Linked DNA regions of Pan troglodytes: all the other regions are linked to region 1. A link is a contact called in public HiChIP or PLAC-seq data. All regions are on one chromosome and are shown on one strand. The core of a region is the stretch at or near the end of the contact, and the rest is flanking DNA. Distances in the headings are between cores, read along the strand shown. Region 1 holds the start of ROCK2 (Rho associated coiled-coil containing protein kinase 2). Region 2 holds the start of C2AH2orf50 (chromosome 2A C2orf50 homolog). Region 3 holds the start of SLC66A3 (solute carrier family 66 member 3).

Region 1 (5,087 bases), core at 1,901-4,400:
CTGTAATAACTGCTAAATGAATGAACTGTGTCCTGAACATGTGAGATGTTTCACTTTTAAAAATAGCCTCCATTTTAATAATCTGGAAAGGAATAAAACAAAATGCATGATCATATTACATGTATAAGCTACTTACATTCAAGCTCAGAATAACTCTAATAATTATGATTAATATCATTAAAGATCTAAGATATCAAAGTGAATTGCAAAACGTTTCCATCTAGGATTTAGTATGAACCTGATGAATACTTGAGATTTGCTGTACTATTTTTAACTAAACTTTCTGGCCTTAGGTCAAAGTTTTGCTAGCAAAATACCAAAGTGAAAATGCTGGGAGTGCAGCCCAGAGTCTCCGCTTTAGCCTAGGAAAAGCTATGCCATCCATGCAAGCAATCTTACTCCCGATTAAAGACTTTCAAAGACTGCTCCCATTAAAACATAGGAACACATTAACCCGAAAAACAGTAAAACATCAAACACATGTGACACAATATAGCACATCACTCATTACTTTCTGTACACTGTGCAGAAAGACACTATATAGCTAAAGTCAGTTCCTGCATTTTGACCAAACAGGACTGAGTCACTCTGCAAACGATGCCTGAAACCTCAAAGGATAACCAATCGCCTCTAACCAAAAGCCAGTCCGTCCGTCCCTGGAAAGGGAGGAGGCAGTTTTTCTCATCATACAGTAAGGTTTATCCCAGGAGGGAATAGAACTAAACATCTGCATTCCAGCACAGAATGTCTAACGGATCTAAGGATCTCCCACCCTAGTTCTAGTCTTCCAGAGTCAATTTAATATACAGAGTATCGTTTTCACTTTTCTTCCCCTCCCCAGGGTAAAAGTCCACACCCCCTTTTCCCATAAATGCATCTACACTGCACACTACTCAAATTGCGAAATACAATCATCTATCCTAACAAAAATAAGAAATAAGCCAGCATTCTACGGTGCATTTCTATTTTGTAAAACATGCTCCTTTCTTAACCAAGAGCCAATTAGCAGCCTTTACGGTGCTATTAATCTGGATTTCAAAGGTCGTTATAGGAAAGAGACGCAATGAAGAGGAGAGATTTATTCCACTCCACAATTCAGACTGATATTTTGGCTCTGGCGCAATAATCTCAGGGAATTAAATTTACAGCAATTAAAATGCACTAAATAGCAAGTATGGAATGCTCAAACGCAAGTGAAAACAGCAAAACTTTAGCTGTGTGTTCCAAGATTTCAGACTAAAAGGAGAGAGTGAAGGCAGCTCTTTGTCATGTACCCCAGTGAGTACTCGCAACAGGGACAGCATCAGGTTTCTTTCTCCCTCGCTCGCACCAAGTCCCCACGTAGCATGACACTTTCAAATCAGCTAACCTGGTGTATGAAGGATGGCCAGTCCTCCACCCACCTCCCCAGAGTGGGCAGGCGGAAGGAGAAGAGGGGTGTTTTCCTCCCAGTGCTGCAAGAAAGGAGCAGCCGGGGATGACACCGGCTCCAGCAGGAGGTAGAGGGAGGAATCAAAGGCGGGTCACTACTCTTGGAACTCGGTGACAGAATCTTTTGGTCTCCGGCCCCGGCTGCCGGAAGCAGGGCGGGGTGGGGCAAGACCTCCCCCTCCCCACGGGCGGACGGGCACGGAGGGCTGGGCGGAGAGGGGATCTGAGGTGTGAGCTGCAACGAGCAAGCTCCCAGGCCCCGGCCACCTACCAGCAAGCTCTCCACGTTGATGGGGGAGCGAGGGTCTCGGATCAGCGCCTCCAGCTTCCTCTGGCGGCTCGCGCCTGCCCCGTCCCCCGGCGCGGTCTCGGGGGCGCCGGGCATTTTCCCCGTCGGCGGGGGCCGGCTCATGCCGCCACCGCTGGACCCGCACTCAGGCTCCTCGCGCTCAGGTTCGGCAGCCTCGGGGCCTAGCACCGCCCCCGAACCACCAGCTTCGGCCGGGACTCCACCCGGGCCCACCGCCTGCCTCTAGCTCCGGCTTCGGGTCTCCAAGGCGGTCCCCCGCCTGGGGGCTGCTCCCAGGGGCCCGCCCGGCCCAGCCCGGCCCGGCCCTGCCGGGAGCGGCGGGGAACAGACGGCGTCCCCGCCCCTCAGTCAGATTCGCGCCGCCGGTCCGCTGGTCCTCAGCGAGTGCCCGCAGGAGTCCTCGGGCGGGAGCAGGGAAGTGGCGCCGCCACCGCCGCGGCCCGGACCGCCCCGCCCTCTGGGGCCCCGGGAGGCTGAAGCCCAGGCCTGGGCCACTACGGCCGCCGCCGGCCCGCTGCCATGGTCGCCGCCGGCCGCCTTGCAGTCCCCGAGCCAGCTCCCGGCGCACACACTCCCGCGCGGCCGCCCGTCTCCGGCCGCGCGCCGCCGCTACCCACAAGCCCCTCCGCCCGCAGCCGCCGGCGCGCGTCCCCGCCGGCCCTGCGCGCGCTCCGCTCCGCCCCGCCCCGCCCCGCGCACCGCGCTTCCTCCCTTTCTTTCCCTTCCTGCGTCTGTCCCGCTCCGCTTTCTCCTCTGCGCCCCTTCCTCGCCCGCCCTCGCCTCCTCCCCTTGGCGAGGTTCTCTGAGGCGAATGGCCGGGCGCGCGGTCACGGCCGAGCTCCTGCTGGGGGAGGGGAGACGCACCCGGGCCGGGTCCTTCCGCGCGCCCCCTGCCCCTCCCGCCGGACCCCGCGGACTACCCCGCGGCCACGAGGCGGAACCCCAGACTCCGGGCCCAGCGCACCGTGCGCTGGGGGGGAGCCCGGCCGCGCCCCCCGCCGCGGCCCCCGCTGACTCAGCGCGCAGCTATGCGGGCCTCGCCTCACCCGCGCCCAAATAATAGCGACCGAGCTCGGCGCCCGCGAGGGGCCGCAGGGCCGGGGGTTTCGAGGCGAGCCTGAGAGGGGGCCCTGGGTGTCTGGGATTCCGAATTAGCGGAGGCGGCTGGAATCCTAGTCCTGGGGCAGGAGGGCCTGGGATCCTGAAAGCGTTTCTGCCCGGCGTAGACACTAACCACGTCAAGAGAACGAGAGAGCACCGGAAAAAGGCTTTCCAGCCGCAGGCCTTCGCGGGGTCTTCTCCTTTTGGGGGGCGGAAGGGGGGTGGTTATCGGGGCCGTTCCGCCGCATTCCTGCCCTCTCGGCGGCCGGTGCCATCGCTTAGATCCGCCCAGGGCGCAATCCGAAAATTATGTGCCAAGAGCTATAAAACCGTTCATAGAGCCCCTTTGACCCAGTAAACCCATTTAAGGAAGTACATTTCCAAGGAAATGATCCAAAGGGCGAAGAAGGGGGAGAACTTGCAGAAAGATGTTAACAGCAGGGCTATTCACAATGTTCGTGATGACCAAAACCTGGGAATGGGCCCAGTTGTCCAACAACTGAGTAACCCAAACAGGCGCCTTCACATTAACAGCAAGAATCCTGGCAGGTATGCAGACAGTGTCAAACATGAAATTTTGGCAAGTACATGAGAAGGTATATTAGAAATAAATGAAACAAAAAAAATCGTTTGTACACACTAAAACTATGTAAAATGAGCAGCTATAAGAACCAGAGAATACAGTACTTCTTAAATAAATGGGATTTTTTTCTGTAAAGATGCTTAAGAACAAATTAAATTTCAAAAAATGGAAAAACCACTCCGAAAAGCAACAATCTGATATCCATTAAGTAATAAGAATGTTAAGAACTGTCTCCCTGGCATGTCAGAGATAAACCCGAAGATAGGGTGAAGCCCCAGCCCTGTAAAAGTTGCATTTTGATCCAAACCATTGGATTAGTTGGAGCCTCTTCTTTGGTTTTAGGTTAGTTAAAACCACCCCTAGCTGGACTCATGCAGGAAGAGGCCCCGATGATCCATCCAATGCAGCTTTTCCCTTTCAGATAGTAACACTGACTTCACATCCAGAGAGTCCTTTAAGTCTGTGTATTGAGCTACTCATTCAGACCTCCACAGAGGCCACCAGGAGAACAGAGGGAGCTAGACACTCCCACTTATGCATTGGAGCAAAATAATGAGATAATCTATGATTATGGATTATTTTTCTGATGACAAAATAATATGCAAGGCAAAAGGAGCACTCTGTCTAGCGGGGCGTGGTGGCCTGTGCCTGTAGTCCCAGCTCCCCCTGAGGCTGAGTTGGAGGCCTCCTCCATTGAGCCCAGGAGGCCAAGCCTGCAGTGAGCTGTGATCACACCGCTGCACTCCAGCCTGGGCAACAGAGTGAGATTGTCTCAAAAAAAAACAAAACAAAACACTGTGGTTCTCAGTTTCCAAATTAATTTTGACTGGTTGTATATTTGTATGTAGCTTGGTGGAATAACAGGAAGCCATGGTCCAAATACCGAACATGAAAACCTTATTTTAAGAGTAGTGATCAACAAGATATATATCCTGGGCATCTTCTACATATACTTATTTATATAGACCAGAAAAAGCCATAGTACAGAAGATTTTTACCCAAGACCTATCCCATTGTCTACCTGGAAGAAGAGAAAATGAATCTGTTGATATGAGTTAAACCTTTTTGCAGGATGGGGTAAGGAGGAGGTTAGTACAACAATTCTTGTTTTCAAAAGTAATGCACAAATGCATTCTTGTAAAAGTTCAAACGAACCAGAAATATATGGAACGTAATCTAAAATTTACTGTTCTGACTATATTTCCACATACATTCTTATATCACTCAAGGCCTTTGGCCATTCTCATACATATGTATTATAGATACATGTTACCTTTTCCCCACAGACATGAAATTATACCATATCATGGTGTTTGGCAACTTGGTTTTTTCCCTCCATTACTAATATGTCCTAGAGGCGTGTCCATGTCTATAGGCAGAGATCTGCTTCATTCCGCTTACCTGCTGTCCTCTACTCCTCAGTTTGGATGTGCCACACTGTAATTATTCTCTATTCGAGAGCATAGTGGTTAAGAAACAATTGCCAAAATCCTGCCCCAAACACACACTTGCCATGTGACCCTGAGCAAGTTACCTAACTCCTCTGTGTCTCGGGGTCCTCACAATATTTGTTATAAAGTGCTTAGAAATGTGCTGGCCCTCAATCAATGCTAGATATTATTAATATTTTCTCACTGTTAAAATGATCCATTGACATCCTTG
Region 2 (5,087 bases), core at 1,917-4,416, 210 kb before region 1:
ATGAGCTATGATCATGCCACTGTACTCCAGCCTGGGCGACAAAGTAAGACCCTGTGTCAAAAAATATATATATATATAAAGAGAAACATGAAAAGATATTGCTGATACATTAAAAAAAAATTTTGGCCAGGCATGGTGGCTCACGCCTGTAATCCTAGCACTTTGGGAGGCCAAGGCAGGCCGATCACTTGAGTCAGGAGTTCAGGACAAGCCTGGCCAACATGGCGAAACCCAGTCTCTATTAAAAATACAAATATTAGTCGAGCACGGTGGCCCACCTCTATAATCCCAGCTACTCAGGAGGCTGAGACAGGAGAATCGCTTGAACCCGGGAGGCGGAGGTTGTAATGAACAGAGATCGCCCCGCTGCACTCCAGCCTGGGTGATAGAACGATACTCTGCCTCTAAATAAATAAACAAACAAACAAACAATTTTAAGCTGGGTACAAAATGGTAGGCACATTGACAGCAACTGTACAACCAACAGTAAGACCCAAAGCAGCTACTTAGAAGTGAAAACGGTTGGGGCTACAAGAGGAAGGCCGGAGCGGATTTTTCCATAGATAAATTGGGCCTTCCTTTAATGTTGCTGTTCTGACGAACCCGGAGCTTTCTGGGGACGTGGTGGCAGCAGCTGACAAGGCAAGAACTGTGGCCCTGGGTGCTTCCTCTGCGGTCACCGCCTGGTAGGATGCCTTCAAGGTGTGCGCGTGCGGGAAGGAGAGAGAGGGTGGTAAAGCCAACGTTTTCATCCAAAAAGCAGAGGCTTACGGGACAAAGGGGACGGAAAATATCCCCTGCAAATTAAAAAATGCAGACACACATTTCCCCTGCCTTCGCCTCCCACGGACCCGCCCCTTCAGCTCCCTCCCTCGGGCTCCCAAGCTCCGGGGCTCCTGAGCCCTGCGCCGGCGGAACGGGGCGGAGCTCGGGACCCTCCCTCGCCCGCCGACCCGGGAAGGGGCGGGGCCTACAGGAAGTGGGCGGGGCTGGCTCGCAGGGCGGAGCCTTGCCTCGCTCTGTGCATCGCAGGTGTGCTTGCTCCCGGGCTGGTGGGGCCACCCTGTGGCTGCCTGGGCTGGAACGTTCTGCCTCGCCCAGCTGAAGGCCCTAAACTTGCTACGCCTTTTGGGGTGAGGAAAACCCAATAAAAGACAACTCCAGCAACCTCCCAAACGCAGGGATTCTTGTGCTCCCCTGGAAAGTCTCAGATAAAGTTAGACCACAAAATGTGGGGTGTGCCCTGAGCCCTCGCTCAAGGGCACAGAGCAAGTCACTGGCAGAGCAGGGACTGGAACCCGGTGTCCTGATCCCCAGGTGAGGCCAGCCTCAGAGCTGGCGGGAGGGGCAGGGCGGGGTTGGTCCTCCCAGGCTGGGGCGCAGTGAGGCTCACCCAGAGTGAATTTGGATGTTTTTCCAGGCAGAAGGACATGTAAAAAGAGACTGGCAGTGACTGACCTGGACTGGCAGGTGAGTTTTTTTTTCCCCCTCAACATTTTATTTTGAAATTTTTCGGACATACAGAAAAGTTGAAAGAATGGTAGGGCAGACACCCAACATATGTCCACCCATACGCCCACCACCTAGATTCTGCAGTTACGTTGTATTGTATTTGCTTTGTCACACATCAGTCCAGCCCTCTATCAACTCTCGGTCTGAAATGGTTTTTAAATTAAATTTTAATTTTTAAAAACCAACCTCCAGCCGGGCGCGGTGGCTCACACCTGTGATCCCAGCGCTTTAGGAAGCCAAGGCAGGTGGATCAACTGAGGTCAGGAGTTCGAGATCAGCCTGGCCAACATGGTGAGACCCTGTCTCTACTAAAAATACAAAAGAAATTAGCTGGGTGTGGCGGTGCACACCTGTATTTCCAGCTACTCGGGAAGCTGAGGCAGGAGAATCGCTTGAACCTGGGAGGCAGAGGTTGCAGTGAGCCAAGATCATACCACTGCACTCCAGCCCCAGCAACAGAGTGAGACTCCGTCTCAAAAAAAAAAAAATCCGTTGAACTATTCAGCCTCTACATACATCAGGAACTCAATCAGTTGTGATGGTTTGTCACAGATGCCCTTGCTGGCCTTTTTTGCCCTGGTCCCTGTGTCTGGAGCCTGTGGCCAGGGCTGGAGGTATCTGAGCAAACTGCATGGCTGTTCCCAGCTGCTCAGCGCCACAGCCTGCGGTCAGCCTGACAAAGCCTCCCAGGACACACAGCAAGGACCCTCCAGGACACACCGTCCTCTCTAAAGACACTCACGGGATGCCTTCTGGGGGTTCAGGGAAGCCAGAACCACTGTTCCTTGGGCATGGCAGGAACCTGTCGTCCCAGTGCAGGGAGCACAGACACCTCCACGAAAACAGCACTCAGAAAAGCCTGACCCAGGGTCCTAGCTCACAGCGGCCCACCCCGCCGCACTCCTGCTGTGCTCATCTTTACCAGGAAAATTTAAGTCACTAGATGCCACCCTGTGTCATCCCAGCTCCGAGGGGAGGAACAGAGGAGAGACAGAGTCCCAGGCCTGCAGCTCTGATTTTAGACTAATGTTTTTCCAAAAGGCCCCATCCCTCAGCTCCGTCCTCATGCAAGTGTGGGAAGACGAAGCTGGCAGCTCTTTCTGACCTGGCTCTCAGCCCTGTCTTCTCCATGCCAGCCCTCCGCCCGAGCCCAGTAGGGGCTTCGTTGCCACTGCTCACCCACACCACGCCATGGCAATGGCGACCTCACCTGTTTTTTGCCCCTGTCCTGATGGTTCTGTTCCCTGCAGCTCCCTTGGGGCTCACAGCCCATCGGTATCTCCCCACTGGGTGCAGGATACCGTGGAAAATACTCCGGGGCCTGCCCCCATGTGCCCTGCCACCCCCGTCCTTGTCTCCTCCCCCACATCTCCCAAAATACCAGGCTCTCTCTTGCATCCAAGCTTTTGTGGTCACCCCAGTTTTTCTACCTGGCAAGTCCTTTCACCTGTGAAGTCCCAACTCCTTGCTGCCTCCCTCATAGAAGTAGAATCCAGCAGGGGCACACAGGACTGGCCACAGTGCGAACTCAGTGGTTCACTGGCTGCCCTGCTGCCTTGCACCCCAGGCACTCTGCGCAGGCCTCTATTCATCAGGGCTTTGTATGCACTTAGCTCTTCCCGTACAAAGATAGGAAGCAGCGGGCCAGCTGAATGGACCCACAGAGAAGCTGCGTGGAAGGAACTGTGAATCTGCCAGCACCTACCGGAACAGCACGAAACCCAGAGAACCGGAAGCAGAGAGTGCAGGAGGCAGAAGTGATGAGAGCAGCGGGCGTCCATGGAGCTCAGCTGAGCCAGACCAGGAGAGGCTGCCACGGAGGGAGCCTGGTTGCACCCAGTTAGAGCAGAAACAGGGCTGAGGGCTCGGACCATAAGCCCTCAGATTCTCACTGTTCCTTTCAGCTGGTGACTGACTGTGTGACCGTGGGCGGTCACCTAATCTTGCCGGTAAGGGCCTCAGTTTCCTCATCTGTAGAATGGCGTTGGAAAGGCATGGCTGGGAGGTCTCAGATAAAGCAGAGTGCTGTGTGAACGCTCTGGGTTTGCAGACAGAGTGGATGTTCCTAGTGCATTGCACTCATTTTCCCTCGCCCAACATAAGCTCATGACCTCCGCCATCGTTCCCAAACAAGCAGGAAGCTTCACACTGATGCCTGATCCACAATTCCCAAAGCGCCTTCAGGGCCACCATCTCTTGCGAGCCTCGCAGCATCCACGAGGGGGCAGCACAGGACTAACATCGCCCCACGGCCTGACGGGCTGCCGGAAGCAAGTGCAATAATGGTGGGGGTGGCCCCCAGGAGCCCCAGCTTTGCTCCCTCCCACTCCCCCACCCTGTGCGGAGGACTCCGGCCTTGGGGTAGGGGGCTGCTGAACTGGGCGTGGCATCTAGTCAGGAACTCTCTGCCCCCCAGCCCTAGGGCTCAGATCACACACACACACACACACACACACACACACACACACACACACACGGGGCCCGCCCCTTTCCTAGGAGCTGTCCGTTTCCAGGACAACAGTCAACACAGGCGGGAGTTCAAAACGAAACTGGGCTCAAATGCTCTCCCCAGCCCGGAGAGCCCTGTCCCCATCCGCCACTCTGAGCTCGAGGCCTAAAGGGACAGTGAGGAGGACCCTGCCCAGGCTCTCCCGGGGTTAGGAGGGACAGAGTGTTCCAGGAGGAGGTTTGAGCTGAGCTCAGGCACAGGTCTCTCTCTCTTGCTCTCTGACACAAGCACACACACACTTGCACCCATGGGGAGCCACCCCACCCCTGGGCTCCAGAGAACCACATCAGCTGGGTACCGATTGCCCCCCACCAGGCCGCCAGCCTCGGTCTCCCCAGCTGCCCGGGGTGGCCCTATGGCCAGCAGGGGTCTTGCTGGTGGCTGCCAGGCCCCCCAGGCTCTGAAGGCGCAGCGGGTGGCTCAGGGAGCTGCCTGCGATGGCGTGCAGCAGGACCAGCTGTGGCGGGAGCTCCTGGAGGCCGAGCGGCGGGGCCAGCAGCGCTGGTGAGTCCCTGCCCTCCCTTTTCCACCCTGACTCCGCAGCCTGACTACAAGTTGGGGAAGGTTTTGGAGAAAGGGAGATGGGAGAGCAAATGATCCGGCTGAGGGACAGAGGGCATGGCATGCCCGGGGGAAGGTGGGTCACCAGCCCAGCCCAGAGCCAGACCCGAGCCTGAGCCTAAGAAGCGAGGAAGATGGAAGCCAGGACCAGATGCCGCTGGGTCAGAGCAGCCCCACCTCGTTCATTCCGACTGCAACGCGGCCGGTAATCCCTTGAGCTGGAGCCTGCTGGCCTAGTCTGGGTGAGAGGAGCTGGCCGTCTGACCTGACTCGGGGAAAGGATGCTCCTTCATGCATTCATTCAACCAAAAATACCCATGAGCCGCTCTGAAACGAGACCAGACTGCAACAAGGGACTAGACAGACCTGGCCATGGCTCCACCGAGCCTTCATACTCAGGACAGGGCAGCCAAAAAGCAAGCAGAGAAGCAAAAAAGTACAAATCTGTATGAAGTGTGACCAGCGGTAAGAAGGAAACAGTTCAGGGTCGGGGGCAGAGCCGGCC
Region 3 (5,087 bases), core at 701-3,200, 190 kb before region 1:
GGCCCAGATCCTGGCCAACCCCTGGAATAAAGGCTGGGGCAGAAGGGGAAGAGGAGGGAGGGGGATTCCACTGTCATGTGGCGGGAACCAGGCACTTCCAACCAGGACCACCTCCTTGCATCAAGGGACCTACCACATGGCATGATTAAAGTAAAACACCTGGCACGCAGGAGGCACTCAACAGGTTCTAGATGTTCCTATAGTCATTGCTGCTGATGCTTGTTAAAAAGCTCTTTACGCTGGGCGCGGTGGCTCATGCCTGTAATCCCAGCACTTTGGGAGGCCAAGGCGGGTGGATCACCTGAGGTCAGGAGTTCGAAACCCTGTCTCTACTAACAATACAAAAATTAGCCGGGAGTGGTGGCACATGCCTGTAATTCCAGCTACTTGGGAGGCAGAGGCAGGAGAATCACTTGAACCCCGGAGGCGGAGGTTGCAGTGAGCAGAGATCGTGCCACTGCACTCCAGCCTGGGCGACAAGAGTGAAACTCCGTCTCAAAAAAAAAAAAAAAAAAAAAGCTCTTCTCTATTTTCTTCTTCAAAAAATTTATATATATATTATTTATTTTTGAGACAGGGTCTTGCTCTGTCTCCCAGGCTAGAGTGAAGTGGCGCGATCTCAACTCACTGCAACCTCCGCCTCCTGGGTTTAAGCCATCCTCCTGTCTCGGCCTCCCAAGTAGCTGGGACCACAGGCACGCGCCACCACGCTCGGCTAATTTTTGTATTTTTAGTAGAGGCGGGGGTTTCCCTATGTTGCTCAGGCTGGTCTTGAACTCCTGGCCTCAAGCAATCTTCCCGCTTCGCGGGGGCAATAATGATCAGTATCGATCTAGCCAGGGCAGGTCCAAGCCGTTTCCTTTAAGGGTTCCCTTCTGAACATCCTTTTCTCATTTAGACTTGGGAGGCAGGACTCAGCACCTGTTTTTTTTTTTTTTTTTCCATAGGCGGAGGTGATGGGCCGGTGAGGCTGGAGAGAAAGAGCCTCGGCCAGAATTCCGAACTCCGAAGCTGACCCAGCTCCCGTCCCTCACACTTCCCGGCTGAGATTTATGGCACAAAACCAGGGATCGTGGATTCTGGCATTGCATTTTGGTGCTTTTTTGCCTGCTTCATAACCAGGCCCTAATACACAGGCGATTTTGAGGTTGGAAAATGCGTCCTTCCCTTTCCCTCAGTTTGTGGCTTAGACGGCCACGTCCAAGTTACTTTATCAGGAGAAATCCTTAAGAAACAGTTTCACTGTGAAGTGCTCAAGTTCAAGGCTTCCGGTGGCCCCTCAGGGCCCACGCCGCTGGGAGGGAAGCCTTCAGTCCCAGGCTGGAGACAGGCCGCGTGCTCTCAAAGGGCACGAATGAGGCGACCCCGGGGCTCTGGTTCCAGAGAGTCTCTCCAGCTGGTTCCCCACCTGTAAATCGGGAGAGTGCACTCAGCCCTTAAGCAGGAGGCTTTAACTCCTGAAATGCTTAGTGAGAGAAACTAAAACACTTGCAGGGAGGGAAAAATCCCGGCAGAATGGCCCATCCCCCGGGGCCATTTGCCTCTCGGTCCACCCAACCCGTGGAAAAGCCGGACCTCCAGGGCGGCTCCCGGCGGCGGCTAAACTATCGGGTCGCAAGAACGCGGAAATGCGAAGCAGCTGCTGGTGGAGCCCGCAGGCCAGGGTGGGACTGTCGCCCGGGGGCGGGGCTAGGAAGGGAGGGGCGAGGCGAGGTTGGCCACGGGATTGGGCTAGGTGAGGCCGACCGGGAGGGGGCGAATCTGGGGGCGGGGCGAGATGAGGCTGGTCCGAGGACTGAGCGAGCCCAGGCGGGCCGGGGGGAGGCGGGCCCGTGGGCGGGGCGAGATGAGACTGGCCAGGGGGCGGGGCGGGGGCGGGCCCGGGCGGGAGGGGCGGGGCGGGCCCGGGGGCGGGGTGCGTCCAGGGGAGGGGCGGAGCGAGGCGGGCCCGGGGCCTGGCGGCGCGGGGAGGGGCGGGCCCTGGCCGGGCGGTCCCAGGCGGATCCCGGGAAGGCGGATCCCGGGAAGGCGGAAGGCTTCGGCAGAGCTGCGCCGCCGAGGCTGAGCGGTCCCTTCTCGCTGCGGCCGCCCAGGTGCCCGCGCCCGTGGCGCTATGGAGGCGGCGCTTCTGGGGCTGTGTAACTGGAGCACGCTGGGTGTGTGCGCCGCGCTGAAGCTGCCGCAGATCTCCGCTGTGCTAGCGGCGCGCAGCGCGCGGGGCCTCAGCCTTCCGAGTTTACTTCTGGAGCTGGCAGGGTAAGGCCCGGGGCGGCCGGGGCTGCCTCCTGCCCCCTCGCAGCTGCTGCCCGCTGGGAGCCCAGGAGAGCCTCGGCTCGAAGTAGGGCGGGGATGATCCCCGCGCGCCGGCGTCGCAGCTGGGCGGCCGAGGGTGAACTAGGGAGCCTAGGGGCTCGGGGTGCTCTTCCCACGGCCACCCGCCACCCGCGTACATTGTTTCTCACCAAGCCCCGCGTGGCACGAATTGACTGCGCACGCCCATTTTACAGATGAGAAAACAGACCCAGGGGAGGCAGCCCTTGGTGCGCTAGTGACAAAACCTGCTGGCCCTGAGCAAGGCCATTTGCACCTCGAGGCTGTCATATTCATTGTCCCTAAACTCACCACGCACCGTCAACCTCGTTCTCGGGCCTCGGTTTCCTCACCTGTGAAATAAGGGGTTGAACTAAGAATGTATGAATCTCTTCTCTTCTCCCGGTGATTGGTGGGGAATCTTTCCTGGTTATTTAACGAGATTCCTTGGGAGAGGGTCTTAAGACAATTGCATTTCTTGTAGAAAGAAGTTTCCTTAGTCATCTGTAAGGAAGTTGGAGAGTCTCTGCAGTTGGGAAGGGGTGACGGAGAGGTCGTTAAGTCCTTGATTCTGAGGCAGCTTCTAAGGCTTTCCTATTCAAAGTATTCATCATGCCAGAGCGCCAAACTTTTGGGGTATCATTTTTGAGCCCCAACAATAGGAAAACACATACCTCAACCTAGTGGTCTCGCCCCTTCCCCCTGGCCAGGCCTTCCACTTTGCCCCCCGCCATCACCCAGTGGGGTCTGAAGCCTGGTTCTCCACACAAGCCTTCCTGGTGGGCGGGGTGGGGGGCGCGGCATACAGGATGGGAAGAAGCCAAGGGGTGCGGGGGAGAAAGAGGAGACCTCAGGTGTGGGAGGGTGAGGAGTCCCACTCAGGCTTTGGACCCCGCGCCGGCCCTATGGAGCCCGGCCCTGGGCACAGTCATCCAATGGGGGGCTTTGAGGGGAAATTTTTGGGAAAGGCTTGCAGTGGGAGGGACTGTGACCTCTTCCAGGCTTGTGAGTGACTCTACCCTGCGGGGTGGGGAGGGGGGGGTCCCAGGCTGGATGGCAGGGTTGAGAGGCACCCAGGGGAGGTGGGCAGCATGCGTTTCAGGTTGGTGCCACCACCAGGCTGGGAGCAGAGAGGCTGGAGCGATGAGGTTGTGGCAAAGGACACAGGCTGGAAGTGGCTGCGGTGACTGTTCAGGTGGGAGAGGGGACAAGGGCATGAAAGCCAGGAGTGGGATTTGGCCTCGGCCCCTTGCTAGGTCCCTGAGCTGGGGAAGCTGAAGCTGGACCCATGAAAGAAAAGAAGCCAGGCTGTCTGTAGAGTCTATAGATTCCCTCCTGCCACCAGCCCCTAGGCCTGCATTTCCACCACTTTTGCAGCATTGCTTGAAAAATGCAAACCCTCAGAGATACGCAGGTGAGGGCTCCTATTAGATCTGCCAGCTGTCACCTCTCCCAGCTCACCTTAGTGAAAGCTAGACCTCTGGCAGTGGAAGGATCTTCCTGGGCATGGGAGCTCAAGGGTTGGGTGGGGCAGCAGCTTGCTGCCATCCCTGCTGGCCTGTCTAAGGGTCTTGCAGTTGATCACGTGCAGGTAAAGGGGGCTCTGTCAGGGCTGGTGCACCAGCTCTGCAGCCTCCAAGCCAGGGCCAGGGCCAGGCACACAGACTTCTGTAAAATGGGCTTGGCTGTGTCAGGACCCATCCTCCTGGCCCTCCTGTCTCCCTGCCTGCCTCCCTCATGCCCTTCCCAGCCTTGCCTGGGAGGCCCACCTGGGGCTGGCCATGCTTGCCAGCTGGGCCCCGGGCCCCTGACCAGATCCGGAGTTAGAGCAGAAGGAACCCCAGGGCTGTCGCAGTCAGCCACCTGGAGGGCACGGGCCCTCTTTGGGTCTCCATTTGAGCAAACTAAGAGCCTGGTTTTGAGAGCACTGAGTCAATTGGAGCATGAAGTGTGTCTTAATAATGCCAGAAAAGCCTTTTTAGTGTGGCTTGGTGTGAAGGGCAGGAGCCTCTGCCCAGGGACCTGCCTCTGCCACCCAGGGGCATTCCTTGTAGCTGGAGCCTTCCCCCTTGCAAGTTCCCAACCTTGCTGCTTCTCCTGCCTCCAGGGCTCTGCTTGGCTCTGCCTCCCTGCTCTCTGCAGCCAGGAGCCTCCTGGAGCACAAGATTCATCCAACCTGCCCTGCCTGCAGCCTTCCATGGACTGCGGCCCTCCCACGGTGGACCCTTAGGCTGTAGAGCCTTGGCCTCTGGGTAGGATGCCTTTGGAGCCCACCCCTTGCTCCAGGTCACTTGTCCCCCAGCCTGGGTGGGGGTACGTTTTGTTTAACCCTCTAGTAGGTGTTGAGGGAGAAAACTCCAATGGCTGCATGGAGCAGATGGGAATGGAAACAAATGGGGCTGTGTCAGATGCCCGGCTGGTGTGATTTTATTATGATAAGCACTATAGCGATTACTTATTAAAAGAAACTTTAAAGGGACAGGCATGGTGGCTCATGCCTGTAATCCCAGCCCTTTGGGAGGCCGAGGCGGGCAGATAACCTGAGGTCAGGAGTTCAAGACCAGCCTTGCCAACATGGTGAAACCCCATCTCTACTAAAAACACAAAAATTAGCCAGTGTAGGCTGGGTGCGGTGGCTCACACCTGTAATCCCAGCACTTTGGGAGGCCCAGGCCGGCGGATCACGAGGTCAGGAGATCAAGACCATCCTGGCTAACACGGTGAAACCCTGTCTCTACTAAAGATACAAAAAATTAGCTGGGCGTGGTGGCAGGCGC

What was found. HiChIP or PLAC-seq counts read pairs in DNA pulled down with a chosen protein or histone mark.
Region 2: an H3K4me3 HiChIP or PLAC-seq map of stem cell-derived excitatory neurons shows a contact between it and region 1, with 4 times the contacts expected there. The contact joins the promoter of C2AH2orf50 here to the promoter of ROCK2 in region 1. A contact is called at or near these places in 1 of 7 Hi-C or Micro-C datasets (stem cell-derived neural progenitor cells) and 1 of 1 datasets of contacts at active chromatin or transcription factors (stem cell-derived excitatory neurons).
Region 3: a contact with region 1 is called in an H3K4me3 HiChIP or PLAC-seq map of stem cell-derived excitatory neurons, with 2.5 times the contacts expected there. The contact joins the promoter of SLC66A3 here to the promoter of ROCK2 in region 1. A contact is called at or near these places in 1 of 7 Hi-C or Micro-C datasets (stem cell-derived neural progenitor cells) and 1 of 1 datasets of contacts at active chromatin or transcription factors (stem cell-derived excitatory neurons).

Annotation. Positions count from the first base shown.
Region 1 is chr12:111,529,395-111,534,481 of NHGRI_mPanTro3-v2.0_pri, reverse strand. It overlaps ROCK2 (Rho associated coiled-coil containing protein kinase 2), which reads right to left and starts at 3,150. Exons shown (of 33, transcript XM_063789312.1): 1 at 2,976-3,150.
Region 2 is chr12:111,741,874-111,746,960 of NHGRI_mPanTro3-v2.0_pri, reverse strand. It overlaps C2AH2orf50 (chromosome 2A C2orf50 homolog), which reads left to right and starts at 3,166. Exons shown (of 4, transcript XM_016947175.4): 1 at 3,166-4,525. The coding sequence starts at 4,269. It also overlaps the pseudogene LOC129143205.
Region 3 is chr12:111,718,126-111,723,212 of NHGRI_mPanTro3-v2.0_pri, reverse strand. It overlaps SLC66A3 (solute carrier family 66 member 3), which reads left to right and starts at 1,950. Exons shown (of 6, transcript XM_009442004.4): 1 at 1,950-2,256. The coding sequence starts at 2,114.